3 separate regions of the Gossypium arboreum genome follow, and regions 2 and 3 are each linked to region 1. The links are chromatin contacts, called in public Hi-C maps. All regions are on one chromosome and are shown on one strand. Each heading gives the region's core, a stretch centred on a gene start, on an enhancer-like site or on the middle of the called end of the contact. The rest is flanking DNA. Distances are from core to core; before and after follow the strand shown. Region 1 has its middle 39 kb from the start of LOC108485833. Region 2 overlaps LOC108485654 (a long non-coding RNA gene). Region 3 has its middle 3.0 kb from the start of LOC128294219.

Region 1 (5,171 bases), core at 1,283-3,782:
ATTGACAACTTTACCCTTCAATAATTAATTATCATTCTATTTATTTTTGTTATTTTTTAATTTTATATTCAATTAAAAATAATAAAAATCTAATTAATTATAAAAAATAATTTAATTGAAGTTATGAGTACAATCAAAATTAGAATTACAAGGAATACATCCGACCAACTATAACAAAAAATCAACACTACTAGAATGATAACCAAACTATATTCAAATCTAGATAATAATAAATATATACAAGACCCATATATAGTGACAATAAATATGAACTCATATGGTTTCACAAAATGAAAAAGTGAGGCTCAAACTTAAGATCTTAAAGTTCTCACGTCTTAAACTTGCTATTAAGTTAAAGCCTCATTGGCAGTAATTTTTTTTTTTTGAAAAGAAAAAACTACTACTAGTAATCATTTTTTATTTTTGTCGCTCTCTAACTTTTTGAAAAATAATTCTTATGTGAACACATGTTAAATATTTAAATTTTAATTTAATTATATGTATATATTAACTTTGGGATAAATTTTCTTCCTTTATATTTTAATCAATTTCTTTTACATTAGAACTTTCAAAATAATGGTAACTAATTAATTTTACATTAAAATGATTTAACAAATTCTCAAGGTTAATATATGATTGCAAGAAATATAAATCAAAATACTCATCTCATCTCATCTCTTAATCATGAGATTAGGGATTCAATTCTTACCCATAGAATGAAGCACATTTTAGGGTTAACTACTTATCTATTTGGAGAGCACCCACGATGATGGATACCTTGATTTTGACTAAAAAAATTCTTTTTATTTACTGGATATTTCTTTAAATTACCATAAGAACATTATAAATGGTAAAAGTGAGATTGATCGGTTCAATTTTTTTAACTAGATCAAGGTATTCAATTTTTTATTTTTCAAATAAAAATCGAACCGATGAATATAAGAAACTAGTTAATCAGAACGTACTAAGTCAGTTCGGATTTTGGATTTTCATATTGTTTTTAAGCTTTTAGACTTTATTTAGACAAAATTGCCTTTGGATTTGGAATTTTCAATTTTAATTAAATAAAACTATCTTTGTTTTGTGTTTCTTAAACACTATTAGATAATTTTATTTTTTTCAATTATACATAAAATATCAATTAATATATTTATGCTTATTAAAAATCTAATTAAACATTGATTTAATCATTCCCAATTTTCTCGATTATAGTCAAATATTAAATTATTTGTAATTTACAATTTTAATGTATAATGAGAGAAAAAATAATAAAAGTTTTAAAAGTTTTAACAATAATAATAATAGAACACAATACATAATAAGTAAAAGAGAGATAAACATTTGAACTCTTGAAATTTTAACAACAATAATAAATAAGCAATGAACTCGTGACAGATTGTTGAAATTAAATTTAGAATTTATTTTTATTTTTTATTTAATTATAGAATTTAGAAGAAATGAGTTTTGTTTTGGGTTTTAAGTGGATTTATATATTAAGCTTATATGTTTAAAAAAATATTAGGCTTGTCTAAAATACAATGGTCTTTCCTTTTAGTGAAGAAAGGGTTTCTGAAACTCGATCGTCTCTTGATTAGGAAACGAAAAAAGTTAGACTTAAAGATGGTGAAGGTGATGAGGATGTTGATATGTTCGTGGACTTGGAACCGAGGCCAAAGGTATCCTAGAAACATAAGTTGATTGGAACAAGGTTTTCTAACCATGAGGAGGTTAATAGACGTACAAAAGGTGATAGTGTTGAAGATATCGAGTTTCTAGAAGAAGATGTTATAAAACTATGGTCAATGGAATCCCAACTATAGAATTCTCACATCGTATCCAAAAGATCCTTTTTTAAAGAAATGGTGACAACGGTTGCGCTAAAGTTACTAGGCGAAATATTGGATACACAACCCTTCATAATCGGATCAGTAGCCTTTGGCGACCATCAAAACCAATTCACCTAATGGACATTGAATACGGGTATTTTTTGGAAAAATTCCAGTGTATGGAAGATTTTACCAAATTCCTTTCATAAGGACCATGGATTATTTATGATCAATACCTTACTGTGCAGCCATGGACCAAATATTTCGACTCCAAAAAACCTTGCCCGAGTGTGGTTCTGGCATGGATCAGATTACCGGGTCTTCCAGAATTTATGTATAAAAGGAGAATTCGGGAAGCAGTTGGCGGTTTGGTGGGCAAGGTAGCCCAGCTTGATTTCAACGTAGATAGCAAAATCAGACCTTGTTTTGCTAGAATGGTTGTTTTTCGTAAATCTTGATAGACCATTGGTGTCTCGAATATGGGTGAGAGGAGAATAACAGCAGGTAGAATATGAAACTTTGTCGACCATTTGATTTTCGTGTGGCAATTACGGACACTTGAAAGAGATGTGCCCAGCACCGGTGGGGAAGTCGAATAATGTGAAGGAAAAAACCAGTGGGACTTTGGGATCGTCTGAGCCGGTTAACTGTAATGAGGAGGCGACGTACGAGCCTTGGATGGTGGTGGAGCGGAGAAATGGGCGGGGGCAGAAAAAAATGCGGAATCAAAGGGAAGGGGTTTCAAAAAAAGTAAGTTCAGGATCGAGATTTCTGGCCCTAAATGATTTAGAAACTCTGGAGAAAGATAATGGTGCTGTAAATGAGGCAATGTCGGGTAAATCTGGAGCTAAAATCAGGTGATTTAATAAATCTGTTTCAAAAACCTTGGGGAAAGGAGCCTCTATTTTAAATAATGGAGGTGTTGGATCTGTGAAAGAGCCAAGAAGTGGGGTGGGTCAGAGCCTGTTAGTAAATGGACCAAGGCTTGGTGGGTCTTGTAGGGAATGAATAACAATGTTGGACCAGCATCAGGTTGGTGGTGGACTTGGCCCATATAAAAACAGTGCAGGCCATTTAGTTAATATGGAAAATGGGCTTTTGGCAATGGAGAATATTGAATTTGGGGAAAGTAAGGGGGAGATTAAGACTTGGGCTTGAGGACCGTTGGGAGCACTACTTTAGACATAGCAATTCGGCAGGCTAAGATTGGTTTTTTGTTGATTGTTGGGTAGGGACCTGGTATTGGTGGGATTAGTTCAGTTAAAAAAAATTTCGGGGTGGGTCGTGATTATTTCTGACCCAAAAGAGCAACAAAATGAATCAGGCATGGACGTGGCAAATTTAGACGTTAATGGGCAGCTGGGTAATTTATTAAAGGCCCTCTTTAATTGTTCTAATTTTTCTAATGAATCCCTTAATACCACTACACACTTTAATCCAACCTTTGAAGAATAGGAGGGGAAGATGGTGGTCTCATATAATTCTAAACTTGACCTAGGAAAACACTCAGTTGTTGTCTTCAAGGAAAATGCTAATCCAAATAATGGAGAAGCTTTGGGGGATGATATAACAAAAGAGAGTGGGAAAAATTTTTCTTTTTTCAAAACTTAGGGTTCAGGTGATAAAGGCGGTTCGAGCCGAAATGGACAAAGGGCTAGAGGCTTTCAAAGGAAATCATACATCAGGGTCGGGGAACTCCAAGCAGTAAGGTTGGTATCAATCCTATTTTTATTTTTTATGGATTTGATAGTTTTCTCCTAGAATTGTCAAGGATGTGCTAGTTTGAAATTTTCTCACATTTTCCTTGTGTACAGTAGAAAACATAAGCTTGATATTGTTAACTTATTGGAGACGAAGGTTAATGGCTTTAAAGTAAAAAAGATTATAGCTAGCTTTGGTTTTCATTATTTTCACCGGGTAAAAGCTATCAATTTTTCGAGAGGTATTTGGGTCAGATTGGACTTAATATATGTTAAGATTATCCGTAGTAATCTCCAATTCATTTGCATTCGGGTTCTGAAAGGAAATTCTACCTTGTAACAGCCCAATTTCATTGGTGTCAAAAACAGTGGTTTCGGGACCACAATTCCAACTAATGAGTTTTTTTTAATATTTATTTAATGCCTGAGGGATTATCTTAAGGTCGTATTAAAGTTTCGTTAAGAAATTTTAAAGTTTAAATGGTTAATTATGTAAAAAAGACTAAATCGTAAAGGTTGCAAAAGTTGGTATCTATTAGTTAAATGGGTTAAATGGCTATGGAAAGGTAAATTTGTAATACTCCACACTCGTGCCCTATGCCAGGACAGAATACAAGGCATTACTAAACTTAAACACATGCATTCAAACATTTCCGAGTCATCAAGACTTGATCAAATTTAAAACTTTTTCGAACTTTGTTTAAACTCCTTAATATGGGCCTACGATGTTTCAAACATTCATTAGAAGCCGTTCGCAATCAACTCGGGTCCTTAAACCGACTTAATACAGATGACCCTTGAAACAGGGTACACGCCCGTGTGGAAGGGCAACACGCCCGTGTGGCTATTATGACATGGCCGTGCTAATGGCCCATGTGGTTCACACGGCCTAAGCACAAGGGGACACGCCCGTGCCCTGAGCCCATGTGAATTAAATTCTAAATTTGAACCTACAGGGTTTTCACACGGCTTGACACACGCCGTGTTTATAGCCCGTGTCCCTCACACGGCCATGACACGCCCATGTCCTAGCTCGTGTCTAAAAACCTTGACATTCTGTTGCAGTCGTCAGCATCTAATAAGGGGTACACGGCTAAGGCACACGCCCGTGGCCAGAGGCCGTGTCCTCCACACTACTGAGACACACGGTCGTGTCCCTGTCCATGTGTTTACTACCACGCATACTGACTTGCAAATTTTACGTGCAGGGGACATACAGCCAAGCAACACACCCATAGGGCTGACCGTGTGTCATACACGGCCTAGGCACACGCCCGTGGCCAGAGGCTGTGTCCTCCACACGGCTAAGACACACGGCCGTGTCTCTGCCCATGTGTTTACTACCATGCATACTGACCTGCAAATTTTATGTGTAGGGGACACACGACCAAGCAACACGCCCATGGGGCTGACCGTGTGTTACACACGACCTAGACACAAGCCCGTGTGTCTATTCGTGTGGATAAAATAAGGCTATCTACCAAGCCTTTGCCACCCTGAAACATAATCTAACATCAACCAACATATCAAAGGTTAATTTAATATGATTTCTCGACCAAACAACCATAGTTAAGACCTATATACATTACATATATTCAACCATGCCAACAAATTTACATTTATGAAAGACTAGCTTGCATTCACA
Region 2 (5,171 bases), core at 1,989-4,488, 63 kb before region 1:
CAATTTCTGGACCTGTACTTTTCTTTCCCTCATGTAATGCTTTGTTTCTGGCCGTCCAGATCGCCCACAAAGAGCAACAAAATACTCGACATTGAATGCTGGAACTGTTCTTGAACACCCAGGTAAACCACTCCCAGTGTGATAAAAATAAATTTGTTAATACCCATTCCAAATTCAAGCTAATCCAAACTTCTCGTGCCACAGGGCATTCTCTGAAGATATGGTCAATGTTTTCATCAGCTACCCCACATCTGGGATAGACTACCTCTGAGAGCAATCTCTTGCACCGAAGATTAACAAAATGGGGAATAAAATTCCAAGAAATTTTCTAGATTAGGATTTTAATTTTCACTGAAATGTGAATATTCAATAATTTTTTTGTAAAATAACTTAGCCTCAGTCTGTAAATAATTAAGAATAAAGCCATGTAATAGTTTACAAGCACTTCTCACCGAGATTTCTCTCTGGGCCTCCCCCTTCCATACCGTGAAGTCCGCATGAGGTTCCATTGCTAAGGGAATTCGTACAATTCTAATTATTTCTTCTCTAGAGAAGGTAGAATAAATTAAATCAGACTTCCATTCTATCTTTTGTTCATTAATAAGCTCTGCCACTTTACTTAGTTCACTGGAATTCCTAATTGATTCTACCTTATTGTCGAAACCATCAACATGTAGAGTAGCCACTAATCTCTTTTGCTTAGGTGGGAGTAGGTCATCTACTAAAATTTTTTATTCCATTTAAAATAATTTTGTAAATTTTTTTAAAAAAATGGGTTCGGGAGTCGGTTACGTATGAGGAAAGGTGAGCATCTTCATTACGTTCAAAAATTGGTACCAAATTGATTCGATGCTATCCTTATATCAAAGATTTTAAAAAAATATCGTTCAAAGCATAGTTCTTTAAAATGTATTAATAGTTCAAGTTAACTGTCAAAATTCTCTCGTTTCAAAAATATGCAGCATTATACCCAGCACGATTGGATACGATCCTTTATATCTTCAAAGATACGATTGATTTTTGACTTTCAAAAACTCGTACCCTAAAATTATAAAAGGATATCCAAATATTTAGTTCACCAAAAAATCATACCCAGCACGGTAGGGTACGATTTCTGGAATTCCCAAATATTGGATATTGCCTTATTTTAGAATTTTTGAATAATAAGGAAAATTGGAATTTCGCTCAAAACGCATTTATTTGTTTTAAAATAGATGGAATACTTAATGCATTGTAACGAAACATTTGTATAGAAAAGGATTAATGAACATGAAACAATATGTACATATAGTACAATAAACCACAATTAATAAATCCAACAATTATGTACAACTATTCTAAGTAAATGTAACCAAATTCTTAATCATGGATGGAGCACAATTAATATAATGAACAAAACAATGACTAAATGATATACATAAAAATAAATATGGCACAATATAAAACAATCCCCAAAACATGTACAAAATAAAATGGAATTTAGAAGTCAATGTGCTATAAGACATTTTCAAAATAATGATAAATTAATGAACACATAATATAAGTTGACAAGCTTGTATAAAAACTAGGGATATATAATTATTGAAATAAATATTATAGAATAAAAGTTTGAAGCAAATTATATACAAAATATTTTAAACATAAATTCATTTAAAAATTTGACAATGTACATGATTCTTAAATAATATATAAGCTATAAAAGAATAATAAAATACATTATAAAATATAATACACATAACAAATTCACAAAACATGCATATATATTAAGAATAATTATTTGTAAAAATTAGCATGAGATTAATAATATATATAAAATTAAATTAATGTTATCATAGATTGTATATGTAATAGATTTTAAAAACATAATCATGTATACAAATAAATTTAAAAGAAATTATATGAATAAAATAACATGGATTTAATGATGTATATAAATCAAACATATGTACCAATATACATGTATATATATAATAATAATTTAAATAATACATTTGAGATGTAGGATCTTCCTTTAAATAGCAAAGATATATAATAAAATATAGGAATAAATTTAAAAGAAATTATATTTATAAAATAATATAAGATTAATAATATACATGGAATAAAATTAACCTTATCATGAATTATTTATATATACAATAATGTACAAAAACATTTATAAAAAAATATTATCTAAAATGTTAAAATGATATGATATAAAAGGAATTTAAAAATAATAATTTTGAAAAAACAAAGTAAACTTATCAAGGTAATTCAAAATGTATATAAAAAAATAAAAAAATAAAAGATGAATGCTAAAAGGATTTTTTTTAAAAAAATAATGAGGTATATAAATTGAAGTAAAACTTAATTGAAATGAAATCAAATTAGAAGGGATAATTAATAAATATAAAAAACTATTGAAATAGAAATAAGGACCAGCGTGCAGCGGGTGCAAATGTATAGGGATTAGATATGAAAATATCCCAGTTTTCCAAACACTGCGCCTAGGCGCAGACCGAAACGCAAAGACACACATATTCTAGGACAAATTCAAAATAAAATAAAATGTAAATAAAGATCAATTAAAAATTCTGCGCAAAGTCAAAGGACCAGACGCGCAAATTAACCTTTCAAGGTGAAAAAGGCGCAGATTCGGCTTCCAAATGGGTTAAGGCGCAGATCCATGTTTTTACTAAACGGTGCCGTTTTTGAGCATATATATGAATCAAAACAAAAGCCCTAATAACCTCAGACTGATTATTCTTCTCAAAACAGCTTTCAAAACCATTTTCTCTCAAAATTTTTCAATCTCTTTTCCTCCTCAACCGAGCGAACCAAGAAGTTCTTTTCTCCTTGCTTCCATGTCAACAAATCGGACCCCCCTGAATCCCCATCAAAGCTTCGATTTCAACGAAGTCAACAAGGATTCGAAGGCTCCTTCTATTAGATAAGTGCTTATGCCCTTGTTTATTTTGTATATTACACACAATAATGAAAATCAAAGGGAAAAAAAACAAAATCGAAAGAAAAAATAAACTCTAAAATCACCTCTTGAAAACTCTCTTTGAATTGATTTCTCCTATTTTCATATATGCGTATATTCAACTATTATTCTCTTCGTAGAAAGAAAGGAAAAAAAAGATCCCATTTACATCATTTTCCTTCGGTTTATAGCCGAAAAATAAAATAAATAAATAAAAGAAAATACAAATTCTTTGCTGTAATTCGCTGTGATCTGCTATCAATTGCTGCTTCGTTGTTTTCTGTTGCAGGTGTGCATGGCGTGGAGGAGTTATTCGTGGGCGTGAAGCGTGGCGCGCGTGGAAGAATCGATTGGAGGCTGCGGCGGCTGAAGCTTCTAGTGACCTAGGGTTTCTGCCGAAAAAATTCATTAGTGTTTTGGGCCATTAGGCCTATTTTGTTTTATTCAAGTATGGGGTTTGGGTTGTTTGTTAATTAGGTTAGTTTTAGTAGTTGGGCTGAGTGGTTTGGGTTTAATAGTTAGGGTTGAGTTGTAAAAGGACTTGGACATTTAATTTATTTGGTTTATGATTTTATTTTTATTATTATTTTTGTTTTGATTTTAGGTGTGGGCCCAGGCAAATTTGGGCCTATACATTTATAACTTTCAGTACTAGGAAGCCACGCATCAATAGCAATTGAAATATTCTAACTCGTTCCCACCCTCCAACAAATCCCATTCTTCAGCAATTCTTTAGCAGCCCATACACTCTTCTAGGTATACGAAGGTAGTCGTCCTAACTCAGAATTAAGAAAATCCGTATTTAGAAAGTACTTAACTTTTATAACTTTCGTTAATATTGAATCTGGATTATTAAGAAGACGCCAACCTTGTTTAGCTAATAATGCAACATTGAATTTGGATAAACAATGAAATCCCATACCCCCATTCTCCTTCAGATCGCAAAGTCGTTCCAACTGCACCAATGAATCCCTTTTCGCCCTCGTCCTTTTTGCCACCAAAATCGAGTCATTATGCTGTCCAATTCCACATACAAAGACTTTGGAAGTAAAAAATAGGCCATAGTGTAAGTGGGTATAATGCTGTCCAATTCCACATACAAAGACTTTGGAAGTAAAAAATAGGCCATAGTGTAAGTGGGTATAGCATGTAAAATAGATTTAATAAACAATTCCTTTCCTCATTGAGAAAGGAACCTCACATTCCAATTCTTAATCTGTTGCCTCATGCGATCCTTTACTAGCAAAAAAGAAGATTTTTTATTTTTCCCCACAACATTCGGCAAACTAAGATATCTTTCCATATTATTTGAATTTCTCACCGCAAGAATAATGGAAACAACTCTCGTGGATTCTTCTGCAGTGTTGCTACTATAAAAAACTGTTGATTTGTCGTAATTAACACTTTGCCCCGAGGATCTTTCGTATTCCATTAGGATTGATTTCAAAACTTGTACGCCCCACTCGCTAGCTTCTCCAAACAATATACTGTCATCAGCGAATAATATATGAGAAACTAAGAGATCCCCTCTACTTGCTTGTGCTCCCTTAATCGACCCCTCCCTCAAGGCCATCCTTATAAACCCCTTAAGGCCCTTACTACAAATTAGAAACAATAAGGGACTAAGAGGGTCCCCTTGTCTAATTCCTCTCGTCGGTTTAAATGCCCAACCACTTCTCCCATTAATAATTACTAAATATGAGACTGAAGTGACGCACTTCAAAATATTTTCCACCCACAAAGTATGAAATCACATCCTTAACATCAGAGCTTTTAAAAAATACCACTCCACCCTATCATACGCTTTGCTCATGTCTAACTTAAGTGCCATAAAACCTTTCTTCCCAAATTTTTTTTGTCTAAAGGTATGAAAAATCTCATAAGCAAGGAACATGTTATCCAAAATTAATCTATCAGGCCCAAAGGCACTTTGGGCACCATCACTGCAACTGCTTATAATGCTTTTGAATCGATTCACGATCATTTTGGCTACTATTTTACAAAGGACATTGCATAAACTAATAAGTCTGAAATTTCCTAAATTCATTGGATTAGAAAATTTAGGAATAAACACAATATTAGTAAAATTACAGCGGTCCACAAACATACCTCTATTTAAAATCCCCAAGTAATAATCCGTAACCTCAACGCCCACAATATGCCAAAATTGTTGAAAGAATATAGCCAGAAAACTGTTCTCCCCTGA
Region 3 (5,171 bases), core at 1,707-4,206, 43 kb before region 1:
ACCTCCTAATTAATATTTCAAAACAATTTCATACTAGAAACTTCTAGAATGCAAGTTTTGCAATTTATTCGATTTAGTCCCTAATTTCAATTTAAGCACTTTATGCATAAAATTTCTTCACGAAATTTTCACACAATCATGCAATCATATCATAGACCTTAAAATAATCATAAAATAATTATTTCTATCTCGGATTTTGTGGTCACGAAACCACTATTCCGACTAGGCCCAAAATTAGGATATTACAACAAGGGACATGTCACTAGGATATTTGAGTTCTGAGCTCGTTGAGTTGAGTCCGAGTTCGTGAGATGTAACTAGGCATCAGAACTCGTTGAGTTGAGTCTGAGTTCACTTATGGATGCGAAAGCCCGAGCTCGTTGAGTTGAGTTCGAGTTCGCTTATGGGCGGGTTACATGGTAGCTTGGCTACATAATTTCCGCTGGCTATTGAGTTTGTCTAGCTACGGGTATGGCACTTATGTGCATGAAATCCGTGTATTCGAATCATATTCCGATGTGTTCAACGGGTAAATCTTAAGTGAATAAGGTGAGTACCTAAAACGAAGGTGACATGTTGGTAAGTGTGGTGAATGAGAAAATTTGACAGGTATGTGCTTAAACCCTCAGGTTGAGAACTTGGTATGACAAAATCATGGTAAGATAGTAAATGCAAGTGTAACATGAATGCCTTGGTGATATTATGCAAATGTGGATTTCGTATTATTGCATGGTTATGTTACTTGATATTTACATGTGAACTTACTAAGCAATTATGCTTACTCCCTCCTCTCTATTCTTTGTAGTTTTGTCAAGCCGGCTAGGAGATAGGGAACAGTCGGAGGCGCACTCACACTATCAACAAACTATTTCGGTATAATGACTTGTATATTTTGGGAATATGACATGTATAGCATTGTAATCATTTTGTGTATATAATCTTATGATATGGCTCATGGATGGCATGGAAATTGTTTGAGAATGATTAGCTATTGGAGTGGCTAATCAAGATTATATTTGATAACATGTATGCTGTATATGCTAACTAATCTATGGAAATCCATAAAATGGTGAAATTGGCTATAAAACAGAATCACACAGCAACAGTGACGTGAGTTTGAAAAATCACTAAAAATAGTAGAGATAGAATTAGATGATGAATAAAATATTTAATTTTATATTAATGAATCTATTTTCATGTGGAAGAAACAAAATAGGTAAAAGAGTTTTATTTTATGAGATATTTATGTTTTGGTGAAACACAGTCAGAGTGATTTCTGGATTCCCTATTCTGACTTCAGAAATTCATCATAAATTGTGTAAAAATAATTAGGACTCATACTTTATATGTATGGATTCATTATTGAGTCTATTTTTAATAAAAACAAACTACATGTCATTGGATCTCTGTATAGGAATAAATTTGATTCGTAGTGCATAGCGGTCAGAGTAGCCGAACCCTGAAACAGGGGAGACTTTAACTAATAAACTGTACTAATTGTCCCCACCAAAAATTCTAGAAAAAAATTAGTAAGTAGATATATGAGTCTAGTTTCAGGGAAAATTTACAAAATTTGATTTCAGGTTTCATAACTTGAGATATGATTTTTTTAGCGATTGTGATGCAGATGGACAGTTTACTACGAGAATTGTTTGAACTTGTTTAAATGCTAAAATGAGTTTAGTAATGTCTCATGCTCGACTCCAGTGGCAGTCTCGGGTAAGGGGGCATTACAGTGGGCTTGCTTCGAATAAGAAAATTTTTCACAAAAATTACTAGTGGAGTAATTTTGCAATTTCTCTAAACTTTTGGGTCAAATTGTAAATAAAAAAATATCTCTAGAAACTTTCTAGAATAATCTCCTCAGATAATTTCTCTTTACAACTTTCTCTTAAATTCAAGTGTTTGTTAATAATAACACAAGGCTCTATTTATATAGGAGATTTTAGAGAATTCAACTATGATTAAACTTAATCACTTTAATATTAAATTAATATAATATTTATCTTGATAAATATTATATTAATTTAATTTTAAATCTTATTAAAATAATAAAATGTTTATCTACAAGATAAACATTAAATTAAATTAATATTAAGATAATAACTTTAATATTAAATTAATAAAATACTATTAAGATAAGTATTAAATTAAATTTAATATTAAACTACTAAAATAATATTATTTTGGAATAATTAATAACAAATCAAATTCTCTGGTAAAATCCCAGTAGGAGTGTAACTATTTTCTCACAATGTAAACGTTCTTTACAATGCCACTTATTTTCCATTTGAATTTTAGACAATCAATGGGCTAATATTTTCTTGTCATAATTTTGTTATGCATGCAAAATATAAAAGGCATAAATACAAAAGATATAATAGTGAAATGTGAAATTAACTTTATTTATTTATTCATCATTCAAATAAATAGAAAACATTTACATATTTACTACAATATGGGCACATTTCCCAATCTGAACTTCATGGATCGGCCCATCTCCATGGCTGCTAGTGGCCTAGACAATTTCAACCGAATTAATTGACTGCTGTAGTCAATTTGTAAGCTCGACAGTGGTCTGGCCCTTAATACATTTTTGTGCTTAGTCTTGGGAGCTTGACCCTTAGAGTGGTTACCTACTGACTGGCCCAAGAGTTCCTTGCTAATCATATCTTTTGAAGAGCTTTTTCCCGTTGAAAACTTTCCTTGCAGACAATTTTCCTTGCTATCCCCCTAACACCTACACGAGAAACACACCACAGGTAAGTTTCATATTTGATTCTTTGAAGGATACCATTAACGAGGAGCTTTGAACAACAGTTTCTCCAAGGTAACATATACTGCCATACGTGCATATTGACCTCTCACCCGACTAAAGGCATTAAAGTCCAACTTGGTTACTTTACCGACAATTCCCCCAATCTCCCATAGGATCTGCTTTCTGTAAAGATGACTGGGAAGACCTAGAAATCTAATCCAATTGAGAACCATATTGGATAGGGTAACCCAAGATTAAAATCAATTGTCCAAGGTTGGACGATTAAATATTGGCTGAAAATTAGCCATGGACCTTGAGAGAGAATTTTTTCATAATCTTTCAAACTTTGAAATTTAGCTAAAAAAATAACCATTTTCAATATCCATTAATTGAAAAGGTTTAGATGGTCTCCAAATTCCATATAATATATTTTGCAGGGTCGTAAAATTGGTGTTCTGTCCCAGCATATTCAAAACCACAAAGGTAGACATCTCCTTTTCTAGAAGCTAGTATATTCTCTCCGAGAAATCTATGGAGGGAATGCCATTGACAACTGATTTTTTAACATCTTATTTCAAGAGGGAAAAGCTATTATCAATTTGTTGAGTACCACTAGTTCCTTTTTGTTCAATACTTTCTTTCCCCACTAACATATCTTTCCTAGAAAAAGATGGCATTGGTGAGGACTCCACAACCATCACGTCTTTTGGATTCACCTCCGATTCCTTGAATCAGACTCTCTTTGTGCTTGGATCTTCAGAAGGATTATCTCCTTCTCCATTCCTGTTACAGGAAGAAATCAAAAAAGGCAAGAGCATATTTTGTACGTAGTTCTAATTATTTTAATTCCATTCTATCATTTTTAAGGTTAAATTATGACACTTAATAGCTATATTTTTAGCCATAGAATTTTTTAGTGTCCTTAAACCTTCTTTCTATATATTTTTTAATCTTTCCAGTAAAGCCAACTGCACTATCTCATTTCATCTCTTAACGATGCCTCTCATAACACAATCCCAAATTTTAAAATGCTTACTCTAGGAAGCCATCATCCATCAGAAATACCCATTTGATTTCCTGAAATCTAATTTCTTCACCTCTAATCTCGTAGTTCATCAATACTATCTTAGCATTCACATATTTCATTTTCTGGGTGCCACTAAAAACCCTATTTTTCTTCATTCACTTGCTAATTCTGATGAAAGCATTGGATTTCACCAAAAACCATACGAGACATATTAGTTGAAACTCCAGAATGTTTTAAAAAACCATAGAAATAGCAAAACATAAGATATTGAGCTAGCTCTTGATCAATGCAAGGTTACAATAACTGATGGTTTGGTCTTGGAGTTGGTTAGGCGAAATCATTCTGATTGGAAACTAGCTTATGTTTTCTTCCAATTGGTGTCTAAAAAAGGTGGAAATTCACTTGGTTTTGATGTTTGTAATGAAATTCTTGACATTCTTGGAAGAATGCATTGGTTTGAAGAGTTAACTAAGGTGTTTGATAAAATGTCTGAAAGATGACTTATTGATGAAAGGACTTTTAAGATTTTGGTTAATAGGTATGTTGCTGCACATATGGTAGAGGATGGAATTGGGGTTTTAATAGGAGGAAAGAATTCAAATTCAAGGATGATTTGGTTGCATTTCATGTTAGACTTGTAAAATAAATCTAAAATAAAGCTTAATAAACTGGATCTATCATGTCAAATCATCAAGAATAAATCAAGAATAAAACTAGATGCAGAAGCGTACCTGAATCCATGAATTCCTTGAAGTTTTTTCGGATCTTGGGGATTTGATCATCCAAATTAGCACACAAGAAATTCAGAGAATATTTGCCCTTTCCTAAGGATGGAATATTAGAAAAGATATCTTGTGTGTAATTTGGGGACCATAACCCTAATATATATAACTTTGACACATTAGCCCTAATTTCTAATTAGCCCATCATTAAGTAGAAATTGATTAGAACTTAATTACTAAAGTATCTATACATATTTGACCTATACTTTATCTAATAATTAAAGCCCAATGAAATTTTAACCAAACTAGATCACTTTTAATTTGGGCTAACCTATCATGATAGTCAATAATAACATGTAATTACCCTTATTATATATGTGATGTCCATATTTTCCAACAATCTCCCACATAAACCACATATATATACTAATTACTTTATAATTACATGTCATTATATAACCTTATGAGCTCAAAATTGCACTATCATATCCGAAAGATATTTCGAACAATCTTGTCCATTAATTATGTTAGTATAGAACCAATGTGACTTTCATTACATATATCGTAACTAAACCCATCCCTGATCACGTATATTAATATAACCAAATGACATAGATCAAGTATGGATACGTAGCATGGAAATTACATGCAATATGATCTAAAC

The links. A called contact is a pair of places that touch in the nucleus more often than the background predicts.
Region 2: a contact with region 1 is called in a Hi-C map of leaf, with 2.5 times the contacts expected there. The contact joins two enhancer-like sites. A contact is called at or near these places in 2 of 5 Hi-C or Micro-C datasets (both in leaf).
Region 3: a contact with region 1 is called in a Hi-C map of leaf, with 5 times the contacts expected there. The contact joins two enhancer-like sites. A contact is called at or near these places in 2 of 5 Hi-C or Micro-C datasets (both in leaf).

The regions. Positions count from the first base shown.
Region 1 is chr6:23,347,694-23,352,864 of ASM2569848v2, forward strand. No RefSeq gene overlaps it. Among protein-coding and RNA genes, the nearest start is that of LOC108485833, 39 kb to the right of the region's middle. Within about 2 kb of position 2,533, at least 2 of the 2 cell types and tissues checked have an H3K27ac peak or open chromatin away from gene starts, as enhancers often do. A contact at or near this core is called in leaf, where this site is marked.
Region 2 is chr6:23,284,158-23,289,328 of ASM2569848v2, forward strand. LOC108485654 (a long non-coding RNA gene) reads left to right here. Exons shown (of 4, transcript XR_001871343.2): 3 at 60-122; 4 at 205-663. Among protein-coding and RNA genes, the nearest start is that of LOC108485654, 3.3 kb to the left of the region's middle. Within about 2 kb of position 3,239, at least 2 of the 2 cell types and tissues checked have an H3K27ac peak or open chromatin away from gene starts, as enhancers often do. A contact at or near this core is called in leaf, where this site is marked.
Region 3 is chr6:23,304,030-23,309,200 of ASM2569848v2, forward strand. It overlaps the pseudogene LOC108485356. Among protein-coding and RNA genes, the nearest start is that of LOC128294219, 3.0 kb to the right of the region's middle. Within about 2 kb of position 2,957, at least 2 of the 2 cell types and tissues checked have an H3K27ac peak or open chromatin away from gene starts, as enhancers often do. A contact at or near this core is called in leaf, where this site is marked.